Regions from separate parts of the Triticum aestivum genome. Here region 1 is linked to region 2. The links are chromatin contacts, called in public Hi-C maps. All regions are on one chromosome and are shown on one strand. The core of a region is the stretch at or near the end of the contact, and the rest is flanking DNA. Distances in the headings are between cores, read along the strand shown.

Region 1 (3,351 bases), core at 126-2,625, 350 kb after region 2:
TTAATCCTATCGCTCAAAGTTTACAGTGTGAAACCTTTTTAAATTTTAATTATGTTATCCGCCTGATATCCATTTTTCTTCCACTTTTCACTAGCCACCACGCTTTTTGGTTTCCACATTATAAATAACTACATACTATATACTGGAGAATTTCTGCTACTCTGCTCAAGCAATATACACAGATAAAAGCTTTCATTTACCTGTTAGACTTTGTAAGGATTGTTCAAGCTCCCAACAACCCATCACTGCTTCCATTGCATGAACACGTACATGCTGCTGGAGTTGTTCTTTAAATGAACAGAGAAGCAATACATAATGTGTCTGCAAGCCAATGAAGGATAATTAGAAACCATAAGAAGGATTGTACACAGAAAAAAACATTATGCTAGATGTAAGCAACATATTCATTTCTTAGAAGATATACAAGTTTCAGAAAAGTAAAGGAAATTCTAGTTATGCGACATACAAGCATTTTAGATGATCAGTAGCCGTAAGGGCACTACAAAAGAAGACCGAAGTAAAGACAGAAATGGGCAATTCATACAGGCGAGCAGGTAAACTAGTATGACATTTCAGGTGTGCCAAATAAGCTGTTAATACCACAAAAAGGCCCACCAATGACCCATGGCGTATCTTAACTGCTTCAACAAGTATATGGTGCCACTATATCGATGAACCTTAGTCTAAGATATATGCTGTATCTGCTTTGGTTTCATGTCTCATTCATACAAACAAATCCATAAGGCTATTTGGTAGTGTTGTTAAAATAACCAGCAACCACTAGTCAGATCGACCCTCCAATTCACCATAAGGAGCACATCACAAATCCATCACTAGCCCTAATCAAAACCTACACAAATTTTATCCCAATTTCTCTCTATTCCGAATTCCAATTGTTCACACGAAGCATATATAGAAGACATGTACGGCACCCAGTGGCAACGCAGGAAAAAAATAGGCAGCGGCGTGAAGGCCATAGATACCATGAAGAGGTCGAGCTCCTCGCCTCCGGAGGGCCCGCCCGCGGCGGCGGCGGCGGCGAGCGGGGGCGGGCGGGCCGCGATCTGCGCGTCGATGCGGGGGAGCTGGTCGACGGGGGTGGCGACGCGGAGGCAGGCGACGTGGGCCTCCAGGAGCCGCTCGTACAGCGGGTGGGCCGCGATGGCCGCCTTCTCCCTCTCCCCGCCGCCGCCGCCGGGGGAGAAGCTAGGGTTTGGCGACGAGGCAGCGGCCGCGGCGGCCGCCGCCGCGTCCATCGCGAGCCCGTGGTCCGGGTAGTGGAACGACATCGAGCCCTCCGTCGCCGCGTCGTCGGGTGGCGAGGGGGAGGGGGGCGGGCGGGGGCGGGGGCGGAGGCGCTCGGGGGGAGGGGAGGCGCAACGACCTCGGCGGTTGTGGGTTTTGGTTGGTGGGGGTGGGAGGGACGGGCGGAGTGGATGACGGATGGCAGGGTGGGTTGGCGTCCTTGTCGCGGCTGACGACTGTCCGCGAGCGAGCGAGACGACGAGCTCGTCAAAGTATGTGAGGTGTGGACTGCAGAGACGTGCCCCCTACGGCGTCGATACCGACGAGGAGATACAGCTGCTGGCCGGCGTGGAGACCAAATTACTAGTATTAAAAAATCTATGAAAATAAAAACAACTTTATGTAAGTAAGAGCAACTCTAGCAGACCCCGCATTCCGCTGGCCCGCAAAACGCGTTTGCAGTTCGCGCAAAATCGCTTTTGCGGGCCGGCACAGATGCAGACCCACAAACGAATCCGTAAAAAAAATATTCGCGGAATATGCTTTTTTACGGGTCGGCTATGCGGGTTCTGCTCAGGCACCAGCGCAACGACCCTCAAACAGAAAAACTGTAAATCTAGAATTTGACATAGGATTTCACCAACAAGTTCAAATTCAAATGACATAAACAGTTTGCGGGTAAATAAAAGCGAAGTTCATTACGCAAAAGAGGGCATGCAAAGGTTTGCGCCCATGTCCGGCATCATCTTGGGGGTCGATCTTCACTCCGCGCCATGGAGTCCATCTTGAAGTTCATCGGCGCCACCGTAGCCACCTCCGTCGCTTGTTCCAACTCCCGCATCGAAATCATCCACATTGACACCATATGGTGCAGAGAAAACATCACCGGAACTAGAACACGGACCGGCCAAGGCAACGATTCTCCTCTTCAAGATCTCTCTCCTTGCCATATCATGCCATGTTTTGGTGACGTCGTCCATGTCATTGCGGTTCATTGACATGATCTTGTTCTCTTCGGCGAGCAACAATGACATCGATTTGTTTTCAGAGGCGCGTGCTTTTCTCTCCTCAATGGCAGCTTTGCGGAGCCCCTCTTCCTTGAGCATTTGCCATTTTTCTTACTTCTCTTTGGCCTTCTTCTCGGCCAACTCTTTCTTGATCTCCAACGACTTCAACAACATCAACTCGTTTGATTGCACCATGGCATCAATCTTCTCCCTCAAGCTCGATGCTTCTTGCTCTCTTTTCATCTTCTCTTTAGTCTTCTTGTCGCCATCGGGCTTGTGCAAATTTCTTGGGCCATCCTCATCTTCATCCATGTTTGTAAGTGAGCCTCTCTTTGGTGGGGATTCCTTGTCGATCAACTTCCACTTTTCGCACTTTTGGAGCAACTCCCAACAATGCTCTAATTTAAAGAATCTGCATTCCGAAGCTTCCATGTCCTTGTATCTATGTTGAGCAATCTTGTCCTACACAATGTGAAAAAAGTGATGCAATCATTTGTCTTGATACATTATGATGATGCACAACTTGAACAAAGGCAAAACAAACTCACATAGTCGGACTCCACGGTGCCACTTGGAGGTGCATTGCGTACTTGCTCCAAGCAAGCTGCCCAACGGCTGCACATAGGTTTGATATTCTCGCAACGACCTTGAAGCGACCGAAATGTGCGTGGAGTCCTATTGGGATAGTTTTTCATAATGCGGAAGTATTGATCTTCGATCCTTTGCCAATATCTCTTGGTGGTTTGAGAAGTACCCGTGCATGCATCAAGAGACACCGCACTCCATGCTTTGATCAAAGCTTGATCTTCCAAGATCGTGTAGTTCTTCGATCTTTGGCTTTTCTCAGTTTTTGCTTGTGATTGCTCAAACGCTTCCGCTTCGATCTCCTCCAATTCGTCCGCACAACCATGATCATCGGCGCCGCCCTCCGTTTCATTGTAGTCGAATGGTTCGAAAGGGGCTTGCTCAATGTCAACCGCGTTCGTGTCCAACAAGTTCACGAACTCGGTTGTTGCATTGTTCGAACCACCGCTATAGCGAACGATAACAAGTCACGAGCTATCGAGAATAATGGCGAAAAATGAAAGGGAATCGCCAA
Region 2 (2,989 bases), core at 243-2,742:
CTCGGTAAAGTAACCAAGGCTACAATATAAGCACACATATTTTAACTCCACTTCAGTTCAACTGTATATATGGACAATAACTGGTCAATTAATCTAAAGGATAAATTACACCAGAGTAGAATAGTGTATAGTTTAACATTTCAGCTAACAGAATATGAAAGGTAGGATTTTTTTTTCTTCAAAATTTACCTGTCCCATAATGGGTGAACAGACATACTTTTGCCCATGGACAAACTTACTGTGCTGTGAACGCCTGAATTTCACGCCTATGAGTTGCTAGCCTGGAAGATACATGAGGCCAAACGAACAAGGAACTGATCTAACCAAAGCTTGCCTATGACAAAACAGTCATAGATTCCATCAAAGATTTGGCTTCCAATCTTTATGCCATCGTGTAAAGTTGCACAACAGTACTGTGAATCCTGTAGCCTGTTTGGGCACACTCTAAGCTGATTGGATCTCTCAATCCCATCGAACGAACAGTGAAATTGAACTAAAATCCCTTCCAATCCAAAAGGTCAAATTGGACTATGGTGTATCCAAGCAAGCCTGAAGGGGGAATGATGTATGTATCGGAATCTAAATCCGCATCCTGACAATGACAAAATAAACCAATTAGAAGATGATGACAGAGTACATTCTAAGTGAATTCTTCAAGAAACACAACAAGTCAGTAGTAAGTCAGATATCTGTGAACTGAAATCCTAAAACAACACGCCATCGGTTCACTCTTATCCACTGCAACCAGCATAAGGTTCCACCATGCCTTATTGCCATGGCCGGGTAAACTTGGAACTAGGCTCATCATCTGAATTCTGAGAGCCTAGACACGTTCCGCTCATCGCCCACACTAAGAGGCATCGAAAGCTCATGAACAGAGTGGACACCTCATACCTAACAAACCTTAACACTGAGCACTCCACCATCTGGTGATCGCATGGGCGCCAACCCTGGATAGCTGAGCTGCGCTGCACTGCACTGTAACGCGCACAGCATTACGTCGACCACTTGGCGGGCAACCAACTATCCAGTTTCAGTAACGTAATGCCGACCTTCCCAACCTTTCCGCCACAACCCGAAGCAACCGCAAAGATGCACGCGAGGCCCGAGCAACAGGCGCAGTGCATTATGAACTTCTTTTTTACAGAGGCGATGTGCATTTCTACTTGGAAAATACTGGCCCAGTTCTCTGCGGCTTTGACTTACATAGGTGAAAAAACAGCCGAAGCCGGAAAGAACTCGATTCTAGCCGCTCCCCCGACGCCAAGGTCCGCCGCCGGGCCAGCGGAGGCCCTCCCGGCGCTGCCTCCCCTCCCCCGCATCAGCTCGGTGTCCTCCACATTTTTTTTTCCACCGTTCTACTCTTTTTTTTTTTCAGAATTCTCTCGCGATTGGTAATCAACTACGTACGCCATCGCTTTATCTCACTGCCAGGTTGGCCCCACCTGGTCGAGTAGGGGGAGGACTTGGGAGTTGGGAGCAGTTGAGCCAGGAACTTTTCCGAATAACCCCTTCTTCCTCGTCGTTGCCCTAGGCTTCTTATCCTCTCCAGCCATGGCGAACGCCGGCGATCCCGCCTCCCTCCCCCCCTCCGCCTCTCCCTTCTCATCCACCCGCGCGCTCGAGTCGGTCCCCTTCTCCTCTGGGAACCCCCGCATCGAGGAGACCCGCGGCGTCGTCCTCCTCCACCCCGACCCACCCACCGCTGCCGCGGCCGCCTCCTCCTCGTCATCTCATCTTCCGGTAAGCTATCCCAGTTCTAGGGTTTTTGTATTTTGTCTGTTCGTGTATTGGGTGTTGTGACCTCTAACGCTCGCTCGCCCGGCGTGTTTGTAGGCAGAGAGGAAGCCGCAGGTGTTCGTACCTGCGGTGCCCAACCACATGACCTACGCGGACTTCTGCCGCTTCTGCGGCTCCTTCGTCCCCCACATGCTCGAGATGCGCATCGTCAGGTACCTCGCTTGTTCACCACTGCCTGCCTTCGCTTAGCTTCGCGCAGTTGCGTTGGCCCAAGGCCTCGATCGCATAGCTTGGTCCAGTCCGAGTGGTTCTGAACTTCAGATAGGTTCAGTTTCCTCGATCCCATCGTTTGTTGTGCTGTATTGGACTTGTGCCCTCAAAACTGGCCAACTTTGCCTCTTTGATGGGGCTTGAGCTACTTTGATGTAAGCGCGGATTGGTGTATTAATTGGTGCTCATAATGTAGGATTGATGGAGCGGAGGACCAGTATAGCGTTCTCATAAAGTTTGACACTCTGAGCTCCACCGATAGCTTCTACAAGCACTTCAATGGAAAGCAGTTCTCATCACTGGAGGTGTTGGTTTCTTCTAATTCTGCTGAATATACACTTGTTTTTTCTGCTGCTGTGATTAAATGTATGCCATCGTAATTAATTGGAGATTGATGTGTTTGCAGGGTGATGTTTCTCGTATACGTTTTGTGGAAGACGTGCACTACACTCAATTGATCGAGCATGCCCATAGCTCGATTACGAGCTCAGCTGAGCAGCCTACTTGCCCAGTGTGTCTAGGTATGTGGAGATGTTTTGAATTAATCTAGCTATGTATTAGAAAATTAGAATACCACATTTTGTTTGTTGTCTGAAATAATTTTGTGCAGTTTTAGTTCTTTAAAATGGTAGAATGTTTGCCTAACCACATTTCTGAATTATGCCATAATTCACCTAATATGAGAAAGAGACATGATTGCAGTGTGCTGATGTTAGGATGTAAACCACATCATGGCCTGTGTGTCATATAATAAATGTATGTCACATAAGTGGAACCTGATTTTGAAGCATGTATCTTTGCCATCTCTATTCCTCTAATAAACTTAAGTCACGTTATAAGCTTTCACCTAATGCTAGTGCTGTTGAATATTTAAACCCCATTTGATCCGTGCTGATATGCATTATTTTAGCTTGTTTATGTCTTGTAACTGCTGTTAACCCCTGATGTGTAATTTTGTGATTGTCATGCATATACATTT

What was found. Hi-C and Micro-C count contacts between places; a contact is called where the count stands out from the background.
Region 1: a Hi-C map of leaf shows a contact between it and region 2, with 4 times the contacts expected there. The contact joins the promoter of LOC123144036 here to the promoter of LOC123144032 in region 2. A contact is called at or near these places in 3 of 5 Hi-C or Micro-C datasets (all in leaf).

What each region holds. Positions count from the first base shown.
Region 1 is chr6D:123,914,648-123,917,998 of IWGSC CS RefSeq v2.1, forward strand. It overlaps LOC123144036 (homeobox protein knotted-1-like 2), which reads right to left and starts at 1,376. Exons shown (of 6, transcript XM_044563050.1): 1 at 984-1,376; 2 at 201-321. The coding sequence starts at 1,289.
Region 2 is chr6D:123,566,218-123,569,206 of IWGSC CS RefSeq v2.1, forward strand. LOC123144032 (BRAP2 RING ZnF UBP domain-containing protein 2) reads left to right here and starts at 1,493. Exons shown (of 12, transcript XM_044563045.1): 1 at 1,493-1,743; 2 at 1,837-1,952; 3 at 2,207-2,315; 4 at 2,417-2,531. The coding sequence starts at 1,555. It overlaps LOC123144033 (a long non-coding RNA gene), which reads right to left and starts at 1,373. Exons shown (of 2, transcript XR_006471219.1): 1 at 1,207-1,373; 2 at 69-592.